Linked DNA regions of Mus musculus: all the other regions are linked to region 1. Evidence: chromatin contacts called from public HiChIP or PLAC-seq data. All regions are on one chromosome and are shown on one strand. Each heading gives the region's core, a stretch centred on a gene start, on an enhancer-like site or on the middle of the called end of the contact. The rest is flanking DNA. Distances are from core to core; before and after follow the strand shown.

Region 1 (4,065 bases), core at 1,164-3,663:
ACTCTCAGTTCTTTTTTTGCTAAATTTAATCTGCTGCCAAATATTCACTAAGATTTTAATTTTGTTTTTAGCTAGAATTTTTCTTCTAAACCTGCTGTTACTTTGTGTATAATTTACTGCTCTCCAGTCATTGTTTAAACCTATTAACTGTGTTGAGTAAGCATATTTGCTAGACAATGTCCAATGGCTTTCTGGTCCCTTCTACTCCAGGTTTCTGTCATCTTTTCCTTGTCAGTATGTCTCTGTTGCCTTGTTCCCTTCTTACTCTGGTTGTTTGTGGCCTTGTTTTCTGTCTTTTAAAATCATTTATAAGGAACCAATTTACTGGGGCTGAAGTAAATATGATCTCTTCCAAAGGTTTATGCTTGCTTCTGCTAGGTTCTTGAATGTGACTTGTAACTGACTGGTTTGTCCACATGCTGTATAACCAAGATGATTTTATGTGCAATCAGGAAGTGTCCCCCCCCCACCACCACCTTTTTCTTGGCTATACATGTAAATACCAAAGGTAGACACCGCATTCCTCCTTGAATGTACTCTATTATATAATGAACTCAGCAAGGTCTCACTTGAAACCAAAACTCACCAATTCAACTAGTGTAGTTAGCCAGCTTGCTCTGGAGGTCTGTGGGGGAGAGTGTCCTGTCTTCTAAGCAATTACATATATGCCTCTATGCTGGTTTTATGTGGGTGCTGGGGGGATCTAAACTCTGGCAAATGCTTTACTCACTGAACTATCTCCCCAGTTCCCTCCTTGCTTTTTGTCTGCCCACTGCCAAAGGACTGTTATATAGTCTCCTCGAGTTTCAAGGACAAGTAGCAGGTTTAGTTCTAGTGTTCTAGTCTTGAGATGAGAAATCTAAGACTGAAAAACTTGCTTGTACAGAAATCTGGTTTCTATATATACCCTTTTCTCTGTGTTTGGCAAGTCCTCAACACTCGCACACCACCTACAGAGTCTATTGCTAGTTGTGATTTACTATATTATTATAAGGCCCTGTCAGTGTGGATTTGTTTGAGATAGGGATCTCATCTGGCTCCTGCTGGCCTTGAGTTCCTTATGTAGTAAAGGCTGGCCTTTAACATCTGAGCTTCCTGCCCCCACCTCTTCAGTGCTGGGAGTACAGGCATGTTGCTGCCATGCCCAGCTGAAAATCTGCTCATTTTAAACTCTCAACAGCAAGTTTCGATTTGCAATAGAAGACCTCACTTAATCTCTCCTGAGAAAGGAAAAAAGGAGGAGCAGAAAGGAGCCCGGAGAACTTGTGGAGAGCTAGAAAGGCTTCTGGAGAAAGCTTCAGAAATAACCTCTCCCAGAACAGAACCACCAGGCACACTGTCTGCCTGGTGCTTCTTACAAGGAACAAAAATCAAATAATGGTAAAACCTTCAAATGGAGCTGCTTCAACTTTCCCTGTTTCCCATTTAGGATTCTAAACCTTTTCAGAATAACCACAGCCCAATGTACCATTTCTATAAGCACAATGGAAGTATGGTATGAACACAGCAAGGGAGGTTTGTCATGGCAGACACCAGGCTTTCATGGTTATTGTACAGCAGGTTCTTATGTCCAGGTATTCTTTCATGATCAACAGTAGGTTATTTGGAAGATTGCTTTTGAGAATTAAAAATGAGGGCTGGAGAGATGGCTCAGAGCACCTACGGCTCTTCCAGAGGTCCTGAGTTCAATTCTCAGCAACTACATGGTGGCTCACAACCATGGGATCTGATGCCTTCTTCTAGTGTGTCTCAAGAGAGCAATGGAATACTCATATACATAAAATGTATAGATACTACAACACAGACAGGTAAGGTCAGGGATCATAAAGTAAGGGAGAAACAGGACTGTGATGCTCAAGCAGGCACCCGAGCAGAATCTAAGGCTTCTGAGTTCTAGACATCAGCACTTCTCACTGGTTATATTCCTTGCCGTCATTAGACAGTTGGGAACTAAGAACTGTAGTACTCTTGGCAACCTTACGGTTCAGCCATGGCCTTAATGGCCAGCAGATCTGTATGAATGAGTTCGAGGCCAGCCTGGTCTACAGAGTGAGTTCCAGGATAGCCAGGGCCACGCAGAGACCCTGTCTCAAAACCCAAACTTTCTCACCCCCAAACCAACAATGACAACAACAACAAGAAAAACCAAAACAAACCAAAACCAAACAAACATAAGAACCCGAAGGAAGGGAAGAAGGGAGGGAGGAAGGCAGGAAGGACTAAATAGTAACAGTTCCATTTGTCTTGGTAACAACTGGAAAAGCCCCTGATCACTAGTGAAGATGGTATTAGTGTTTATAGGCAGAAATTTGCAAAACAAAGACAAAACCAGGTATGATAAGGGCAGGCCTGGATGTGTATACAGATCTGTGTATCAAGGCCAGGGTAGGCACCTCCTCCCTCTGACTGCCCTAGGGCTTCCGCCTGGCTTGGTTCTCCCCACAGTTGATAGCCCATTTGACTGCCCATCCACCTGGCCCCATTTAAACCTACCTGTTGTAGCTTTGCCTTTTCACCCTGCAGTGGACTCAACTCTGTGTTTCTGCCTTCAAGTCTCTAGACTGTGGAAGTGGGTTCTTCCCCATGGCTGCTTGGGTTCTTACTTTACTAGTACAGACTCTAACAGTCTACTTCTGAAATCTCTTCAACTCTGTTGTAACCTACTATAATCACTCTGTAAATCACACACACACAAACATACATTTACTGTGTGCTGAGTGATATGAGTGGAGATATTAATGATTAAAACTGGAATAAAAGAACATGTATTTACCTTATCAGTTACCAGTGTAGGTGAGGCCATTTGGTAAATTGCTGCCAATGAAGCTGCTGTATCTCGTGACACTATCGTTATTTGATAAATTCTGACACTGTCTTTAGTACAGTGTGTTAAGCCCAAGAGGGCTGAAGATCTAGTGGTAGAAAACTTTTGCATGCCTAGTGTCAAAATGAGCAAAGGAAAAAGGGGAGGGAAAGAAAAACAAGCAGCCTTAAAGCTCAGGACCAGCTCAGACCCTCTCAGGAGCAGGCCTAGAACCCTTAGCTAGCCCACAGTATTCTGTTAGACATACCTTCACAAGGTATCAACATCACAGCTACAATGCAAGAACAGGGTGGAAAATTCTACCTTGCAGACAGAACAAGATGACTAGAGTCACAAAGATATCCACAGCCTTCTCCTTTCTTAGCCAGTAAGTTATGGACATTGTAGACTCGTTTTAATCTGCACTTTTAGAAGATATTTATTGAGTTCCGTCATAAAATTATGCCTGTTTTCTGGTATCCATGGTACTAAGCAAACTCTGCTTCCTGGAACACTCCCTAAAATTACCTACCTCAGGCTTAAATCCTCTGCTAACTCCTAAAAGTATCATCTTACCAAAAACCAAAACTCTAAAAAGCACTGTGGTGTGATCTCCGTTGGTGCACAGGAGCAGTGAAGTGAACGGCTCACTCCAGCTGGTCTGTGTGACAGGACTCTGACAGATTCTCTAGTTGCCATGCACTGGATCTTTGAGATACTGAAGATTGCAGATCCCTTTTGGGATACAACCTGCCCTTGCCTGGAAGGTAAAAAAATGTGAGCCAAGCACTTCAATGACTGCCCTTTGCTGTTGGGTTTTGTTTCCTGTAAATAAGGTCTTTTAGGAGTATTTTGGCTATTTAATCAGATACAAATTGTTCTTTGGTAAAACTGTTCTGTAGTCTTTCCAAAGACTTTTATTAAAGTAAGATAGCCAGTTACAATTGGGGATTTAACTTAGAGTCTTATGAGCAGCTCTTACAAGCTGATATAAAGACCTGCACGCTGCCTAAACTCTGTCACAAACAGGGAAGGAGCTGCTTTCAATAAGAAAAAGCAGCTTTGGAAATATTTTACAAAGTAGTTTTTTTCAAAGTAGTTATTTTGTTCCTCTGAAAAAGATGACCGAGTAAATTTGCCCATGAACATTTATATGTTAATTTTGAGAAAGAGGGAGAAAAAGCCTGCAAGATTTGCCTCAAGATTTGTATAAGAAAAAGCCTTTTTTTAATCAGAGAGGTTCCAGGGCTCAAACTTAGGTT
Region 2 (4,065 bases), core at 755-3,254, 91 kb before region 1:
TGACTGCTTTAGGCATAGTCTCCGCAGAAGCCTCGTGTGTCCAGTGCTGGGTGTTTGGGTGCTTCTGTACCAGCCGTCCCCAAGCAGGGCTAAGGCACCTTGAACTAGCCAGATGCAAACATAGATTCACTGTGCTTTCCTTTCAAATCCAGTTCTTCCACAGCAACTAGCCCATAGTCAGTCTGTGTTCTTCCACAGTTGTTTACGGTAGCCTTTTCCTATCCACTTCCCTTACCAAGTGTATCCAAGCGTGCACCCACCTCCTCATTGGATGGCTCCCTCCATGCACTGACCCTCTGCCTGCCTTTGTACCTCACTCACCTCCACCGCTCTCCAGCCCCTCTGATGGCCACTCAGAGAATACCATAATAAACATGGCTGAGGACCCAGGAGAGTTCACGGGAGGCTTCATCATATGAAAGGACAATGTTCTGGGTTGTGCATGAAATTGGATCTGTAGACACTGTGGAAACGTTTGAAAGTGTTTGTTTCCTTCATATGAACCTGTAAAATGCTGTGTAGCTGGAGTTCACGCTCACAGCCTTTAGCGCTTTGTTGCTTGTTTTGTTTTAATCTGAAGGTTCTGGTAACCTGTTTTTGTTTGTTTGTTTATTTGTTTTGGTTTGGTTTTTGTACTTTTCTGTGACTCACCTGCCCTTCCTTCCCCCCTTGGCCCTAGCCGTGCCTCGTCCCACTATGCACAGATTGAAACTTCACCTACAAACCTGTTAGTGTGATCTGTGGAGAATGTACAGAACTTAACTACATCAATAAACACTTTAACGTCCCCTGAGCACCTTGTGTTCCTGACCATGGCTTCGATCTATGCTGATGGAGCGTTCTAGGCCTGCTTTTGGGGATGAAGGGTGTCTATCTTCCTTCAGTGAAGAGTTACTAGCCTGTATTACAGTGGCCATAGTAAGTTGAATCAAGAGCTCCGTTTTCATTCCAAAAAGAAGGAGAAAGTGACTGGCTTGCTGGCTGTTGTGGGATAATCTCAGCACTGTGGGGGAGGGGTTGCTCACACGGAGGACTGATGAGGTGACGGCCACTATTGAGCGGGTAGCAAGACCCTATTTTACGCGCAAAGAAAGATGAAGGAAAGCCTGCCTGTGGCATTTTGCAAAATTTAAGTCAAGACTTCTTCCCACTGTTAAGAATAATGTCAATAGAGCTTATGGCTGAATTTTCAGGAAGCTGTCCATAGCCGCTGCGGCGTCTGAGCTTAAGTGACTTGCCACTAGAAGTCCCTGTGCTCAGCGACTTGGGCTTTTAGCTGCTTCCAGGGCTTTGGGCCTGAGCACTGTTATCACTCAGTCTTAAATACTATGCTACAAGAGTTGATACATGTTATGAAACATGCAGTTACTGGGGTCATACCGTATGAGTTTCTAAGCCAGTAAGCATAGGGTGGGGACATGCTGCCAGCAGTCTGATTCTCTGTTAACATTCAACACTGCCCAGCTGCTTCTATGATGTCCCCTCAGGTTACTGCCCAAGAGAGTCACAAAGAGAGAGAGACCTTTATATTTGAAGTGGCTTTAAAGAGGTACCACTGGACCCTCTATTGCGGCCTGGGAAATGACTTTGCCATTCATTATCTAATTCAAAATACAGCTTTGTTTATTTGTCTATTGTCTGTTCACGGATTCTCAAGTATTGTGTGGCTTGGCTATCTTTGCAAGCCAACCCCAGTCCAAGTCTATCCAACTGGTCAGCTCTCAGAACTTGTCACCAGCACTCTGTTGACAGTGGTGTTCTGGGTGTTGAGAGCTTGTGAGAGGACCGTGCATGACCCACAGTGGATTAGCTACAGTAGAGGTTGGGTCAGAACACAAGAATTCCTGCAGCCAGGCCTGTGTGTGTCTCTCCCTGTACGGGTTTGCTTTGCACTCAGCAAGGCGTTGACTCATTTAATTGACTTCGCCTTAAACTGTAGAGGTAGTTGTGTTTATGGTAGCCATATAGTGATTACATTTTGTAAGGAAACACCCACAGAAATGTAAAGCGGGAACTGCCCTTTGACCTCACCCAAGCAGGACGGCTCCCTCATGGGCACAGAAAGAAACTTACTCATCTCCTGGTTTCTGCTTGGATGACTAAGCTGTGACCTCTGGGGAATGTGGCCCTGCCCACCTTGCAGTAAACCTCAGGTGCTGGCTGCTATTGAGAGTGAAGGGCCTATCTGCCTGTTCGCTCTCAGTTGCAAATCCGAGCCCAGTGGCTGAGATCTGTGCCTGACCCAGCTATGTAGATGACCTGCTGTGGTTTCCGTTGCTTTGACAATCGATACTCTTATTTTTGAAGACATGGGTTAGAGTGCAGTAAGTCTCTGAGATTCCAGAGGATCCAGGGGGCATATCCATAGAAACATACTGTCAGATTCTTAGGAGAGGACAAGGACAAGGGCAGAGCAAAATGAAGTAAAGGGGCATCTTGATTGTAGCTGAAACATGACCCCCGCATCACCTGCACCACCTCATGACACAGCCGGAGTCTGGTTCTGACAAAAAGGAATATTTCCCTTTATTTATAAAATGAAGAGGCCGATGTCTCTTGCCACTTTGCCTATGAAATAGGCATGTCTTTCTGTCCTTTGTGGTCTTGGTCACAGACGTCATTAGTCAGTTCTTCTGTCGAGCAGCCCAGAGATTAGGCGTAAATTACATTTCCCCAAAATCTTTGAAATAGATTAGAGAGGACTTGGGAAGTCTCTAGATTTCTGGCCAAGAATATCCAGATCTGGGTAACAATTTGAAAGTCAAATATTGGGTGACAGCGGTGCACTCCTACAGGAGTGCCAGTCCTGGGGAGGCTGGGGCACGACAACTACTGAAGGCCAGCCTGGTTTTTATAGTTCAGAACCAACTTGGACTACGTAGGAGACCCTGTATCAGGATGTGTGTGTATTTGTGTGTATGTTTATGGATGTGGATGGATGGGTGTGTGCACATACACATGGAAACTCGTAATTGATGTTAAATGTCTTCCTCAGTTTTTTCTCCACCTTAAAAACAATTTGTGTGTGTGTGTGTATGCTGTATTTGTATATGTCTGCAGAGGACATCAGACACCCAGGGGCTGGAGTTACAGAGTTTGTGTGCTGTCCATCATTCAGTTAGGAACTGAATCCCAATCTCTTGGAAGCAAGTACTCTAAATAACTGCTCCAGCCCAGTCCACTTAGTCCCTCACTAAACCTGGCTCCCCCCTTTGGCTAGGCAGATCAGCTCAGGAACCCTTTACCTCCCAGGGCTGGAATTACAAGGGGATGCGCTTTGCCCAGCCTTCGGCCCTTGTGTGAGTCCTGGGAACTGACGTCAGATGCCCGTGCTCATACAACAAGCACGCTGACAACCATTTTCCCAGCCTCCAACTGAGCAGAGCTGTGCCTAACCTCAATGGCATTTTTTAGGAGGCAGCACCACGTGCGTATTTACAGTTATGTTTAAATTATGTATGTACCAAGTCCAAGATGGAAACCTGGGAGACAAGAAAAAGATGGAAAAAAATTTCCCAAATAATTTATTATATAAGGGGGAGATAAAGCCTTTAGGATCCAGATGTTGCTACTGTGTGTGTGTGTGTGTGTGTGTGTGTGTAGAACTACATAGATGAGGCTAGCCTCAAGCCCACAGCCATCCGCCTCCCCAGTGCTGAGATTACAGGCATAGTCCTGGCACCACAGATTGCTTATGCTCCTCCTCCTTGTGTGACGTAGTGCGTTCCTGAAGCGCATGCTCTCCCTGTCTCTCTGCGCATTCTTGATTCGGGTCTCCTTGCTTTATATCTACAGCCTACTTTTTCTCCTAGGATGTGACCTTGTTTCGGTGGTCCTGACAGGTGAGTACTGGTTAGCTGTCTTGTAAGATATTCCACTGTTAAAACATCACAGTGTGTGTGTGTTGTTTGTCTTATAAAAGCCTCCCTGGGGATTATATAATTTTTTTTTACTTTAATTTCTTTATTTGGGATCAAACCCCAGACACACTGTCTTAGTTAGGATTTTACTGCTGTGAACAGACACCATGACCAAGGCAACTCTTATAAGGACAACATTTAATTG
Region 3 (4,065 bases), core at 527-3,026, 81 kb after region 1:
GTACACTGTCACTGTCTTCAGACACAGCAGAAGAGGACATCGAATGCCCATTACAGATGGTTGTGAGCCACCTTGTGGTTTCTGGGAATTGAACTCATGACCTCTGGAAGAGCAGTCAGTGCTCTTAACCGCTGAGCCATATCTCTAGCCACCAAGATGGCTGTCTTAATGAGGGTTTTACTGCTGGGAACAGACACTATGACCAAGGCAAGTCTTATTAAATAACAACATTTAGTTGGGGCTGGCTTACAGGTTCAGAGGTTCAGTCCCTTATCATCAAGGTGGGAGCATGGCAGCATCGAGGCAGGTATGGAGCAGGAGGAGTTGAGAGTTCTACATCTTGTTCTAAAGTAATAAAGAAGACTGGCTTCCAGATAGCTAGGAGAAGGGTCTTAAAGTCCATACTCACAGTGACACACTCAATCCAACAAAGCTACACCTACTCCATGGCCACAACTCCTAATAGTGCCACTCCCTGGGTCAAGCATATTCAAACCACCACAATAACTATTAGTTCAATTAAAAAAAAAAATCAAAGTACTTTTATAGAGAACCCATCCAGAAAACAGAGCACTTCAGCAAGAAGATATTTGTCAGCGTTTACATTAAATGACTCTGTTTAAATTCCTGGATCAAGGTCAGCACAATGTTTATGCTCAGTGTAACACACAGCCAAGTTTTCCTTCAAAGAAACCAAGAAGCAGGGCAAGGCCTTGACCAACCGTTTAAATGTTTCTGGATGGGCCATTTGGCAGCTCCTAATTATCAAATCTCAGAGCCATCAGTCACTGCCCTGGGTCTGGACCAGAGCTCTGTGGATGCCACAACTGTCACTGGCATTTGCTCATGACACCCAGCTGACTGTAGAGCTCCTGGAGGATAAGGCTCCTGTCGGTGGTTCTAATGCCCATTCTCTTCTGGGTACAGAAGGCCAACTGCCCTGAGAATGAAAACAGAGAGCCTATGTAGTAAAAATATAGGCAGGGAGAAGAAATTGGATACAGATGAAACAATATTTCTCTGAAGGTAGAGTCTCTTGGGGGAGATTCTGAATTTCCTCTCTGAAGTCCATACCAATCCAACATCCAATCTGGCTCTAAGTCCTTGGAATTTGCTAGACTGTAGGTGTCCAAATTTTCCTATCTAATTCTCCTCTACCCCATCTCTCTCCATCAACTGGAGGCTCATAATCAGTGTCCTTTGCTATGACATTATCTGTTTGCCATCAGGTATGCTTCTATGAGAAAATAGTGAGAAAAGTGTCCCAAGTTTTATGACCACGTTGAAGAGGGATCTTGGTCTTTCATTGTGGGCAGTGAGGACATGTCTGGTTAGAAGTCTCTTGACCTTTTCAAATTCTAGGGGAAAGAAGGGACCACATTATGACCAAATGCTTACTTCCATCAAACAGTATTAAACACAGCAATAAGGCCCAATAGCAGTGGGAAGACTGGCACAGGCATGTGGGAGGAAGTGGAGGGAAAGCAGGGTTTGTGAGCTCAGGGCTCATCACCATGATCTGGACAGGCTTCCAGCAAGGAACCTGTCTTCCTCGGGGTGGAAAGGTCGATGCATAGAAGCAGAAACCGGGGAAGCCAGAGCGGCCCCCAGGGCGGTGGGAAACTCCACGATTCCTGTTTGTCCTGGCTGCTTTCGTTCAGATGGTTTTCATCAAGCACGTTCAGACTGATTCCATTTGCAAAGCTCTCCTGGCAGCCTCCGTGGATGAGGCTTGGTGGCAACATTTCTGGCACTTTCTGATCCTGTCCAGGCCTTGTCTTCTTGTGTAGTTTCTTGGCACTTGGGCTGTGCAGCATAAATTGGCTAAGTGGAGGCTGCTGCTGAACAAAGCCAGATGTAAACCAGAGCCCTGGCCAGCCAAAGCAAGGGAGTTTTCTCAGTGTGGGGGAGGGAGTGCCGTGGACAGGAAAGCAAGGGCTTTCCACAGAACCCCATGGAATCAGGCTCTGGGGAAGGGTTGTCATTGTAGTACCTTATCCACATCCTTGCGAGTTATGGAAGGCCAAAGGTTCTATCGCCTGTGTGATCTGGACCACTAGTGGGCGCTGTATAAAATGTCTGGGTCCTGCTCAGTGCTACCTTCTTGTTTTCTGGCCCTCATGAAGCTCTGACCACTCTTACCCTCTTTGTGAGTCTTCAGCTCTATCCTGCTGCTTCTCCTGGCTGCTTCCCCCGCCCCCCTCCGCCACCGCCACCTTCCAGTCCACCATTTCCCATGTGTGCTCCAGGTCTATTCTTCCCCTGGAGTCTGTCTCCTGGTTCTTCACCTTGCTACTGGCAGGGAGAAATGGCAGTTCCTTCTCTTCCTGACAGACTGGGAAGGGGCCGCTGCTGCCAGGCACCGTCACCATTCTCCTGTTTCTGCAAGACAGTCAGCATGTGTTTTGTTGCTCAGATCCTGTACCTTGCTGTCTGGCGCTTATTTTATTGCCTCACATTATAGTCCCATAAACTAACTAACTAACTAACTAACTAACTCTCTCTCTCTCTCTCACTCACTCAGTTGCAAGCACACATAATTACATGCATTCAATGCAGGTTTACAGTAACATAGTTTATTATCCAAAAGGTGCAAAATGACAGGTGTGAGACATTTTCCCTGCTTTTATCTTCTGTCTTAGTTAGGGTTTCATTGATGTGAAGAGACACCGTGACTACAGCAACTCTTATAAAGGAAAGCATTTCACTGGAGTTGGCTTACAGTTCAGAGGTTTAGTCCATTGCTGTCATGGTGGGAAGCATGGCCACACACAGGCAGACACAGTTCTGGAGAAGGAGTTGGGCGTTCTATATCTGCATTGGCAGGAAGTGAACATAACACTGGCCAGGCTTGAGTTCTGAGACATCAAAGCCCACCTCCTCCAACAAAGCCATACCTAGTCCAACAAGGCTACACCTTCTAAGAGTGCCACTCCCTATGGGCCTATGGGGGCCATTTTTATTCAAACCACATCTCCCATCTTTCTAGTTTTTCTCTTCAGAGGCTGCCCATATTTAAATAAGTCTGTTTTCCTTCCCAACATACATGTACAAAGGATATATGTATATATATATATATGTATATATATATATATATATATATGTATATATATATATACACATATATACATACACACATATATATTTATTTACTACTACTAGCACACTGCTTTATTGTATTTTTAAAAACTCTCTTACTTTTGAAATTAAAATATAATAAAAAATTTCCCCCTTCATTTCCACTCCTGACCCTTCCCATGTACCCACTTGTTCTTTCTCGAATTCATAGACTCTATTTCTTTTATTGTTGTTACATATACATATGTGTATTTGTTCTTAAATGCATGAATACAATGTTCTCAGTCTATATAATTATTTGAATGTGTATGATTTCGAGGCTGACCACTTGGAATTTACCACTTGGTATTAGATAACTGTGCTGGCTAGCTAGTTTTATGTCACCTTGACATTTATCTGAGAGGAGGGTTGAAAATGCCTCTGTAAGATCAGGATAGGCAAGTCTGTAGAGCATTTTATCAATAAGTGACTGAGGAGGGAAAGTGCAGACCATTGTGGGTGGTCCTGGGTTCGATAAAAAAGCAGGCTGAGGGTTGGAGAGGTGATTCCATGGTTAAGGAGAAAGATCTTTTAAAAAAGATTTATTTTATTTATATGAGTACACTTTAGCTATCTTCAGACACACCAGAAGAGGGCATCAGAACCTATTACAGATGCCACCATGTGGTTGCTGGGAATTGAACTTAGGACCTCTGGAAGAGCAGTCAGTGCTCTTAACCACTGAGCTATCTCTCCAGCCCTCGTGTATTCTTTTTAAAGCTCACTGAGTCTACTCAGCACAGCCAGTGGATGTGTGAGCCATCTACTAGAAGTGTGGGTATCCTCTAGGGGTCAAAACCTCAAAGGCAATAGAAACCCTGTTCCACAATAGCTGTCTTAGTTACTATTCTATTGCTGTGAAGAGACACCATGATCAAGGCAGCTTATAGAGAAAAACATTTAACTGGGGGCTTGCTTATAGTTTCAGAGGTTAATCCATTTCCATCA

Evidence for each region. HiChIP or PLAC-seq counts read pairs in DNA pulled down with a chosen protein or histone mark.
Region 2: an H3K27ac HiChIP or PLAC-seq map of embryonic stem cells shows a contact between it and region 1, with 5 read pairs. The contact joins two enhancer-like sites. A contact is called at or near these places in 1 of 115 datasets of contacts at active chromatin or transcription factors (embryonic stem cells) and 3 of 9 other capture datasets (adipose tissue, liver and pancreatic islet).
Region 3: an H3K27ac HiChIP or PLAC-seq map of embryonic stem cells shows a contact between it and region 1, with 14 read pairs. The contact joins two enhancer-like sites. A contact is called at or near these places in 2 of 484 Hi-C or Micro-C datasets (both in embryonic stem cells), 4 of 115 datasets of contacts at active chromatin or transcription factors (all in embryonic stem cells) and 3 of 9 other capture datasets (adipose tissue, liver and pancreatic islet).

What each region holds. Positions count from the first base shown.
Region 1 is chr9:31,055,914-31,059,978 of GRCm38.p6, reverse strand. The region is part of intron 2 of Zbtb44 (zinc finger and BTB domain containing 44); the gene reads right to left. Among named protein-coding and RNA genes, the nearest start is that of Gm17508, 25 kb to the left of the region's middle. Within about 2 kb of position 2,413, at least 12 of the 459 cell types and tissues checked have an H3K27ac peak or open chromatin away from gene starts, as enhancers often do. A contact at or near this core is called in embryonic stem cells, where this site is marked.
Region 2 is chr9:31,146,285-31,150,349 of GRCm38.p6, reverse strand. Aplp2 (amyloid beta (A4) precursor-like protein 2) reads left to right here. Exons shown (of 18, transcript NM_001357698.1): 18 at 1-793. Among named protein-coding and RNA genes, the nearest start is that of St14, 17 kb to the right of the region's middle. Within about 2 kb of position 2,004, at least 40 of the 459 cell types and tissues checked have an H3K27ac peak or open chromatin away from gene starts, as enhancers often do. A contact at or near this core is called in embryonic stem cells, where this site is marked.
Region 3 is chr9:30,974,577-30,978,641 of GRCm38.p6, reverse strand. No RefSeq gene overlaps it. Among named protein-coding and RNA genes, the nearest start is that of Gm29724, 27 kb to the left of the region's middle. Within about 2 kb of position 1,776, at least 34 of the 459 cell types and tissues checked have an H3K27ac peak or open chromatin away from gene starts, as enhancers often do. A contact at or near this core is called in embryonic stem cells, where this site is marked.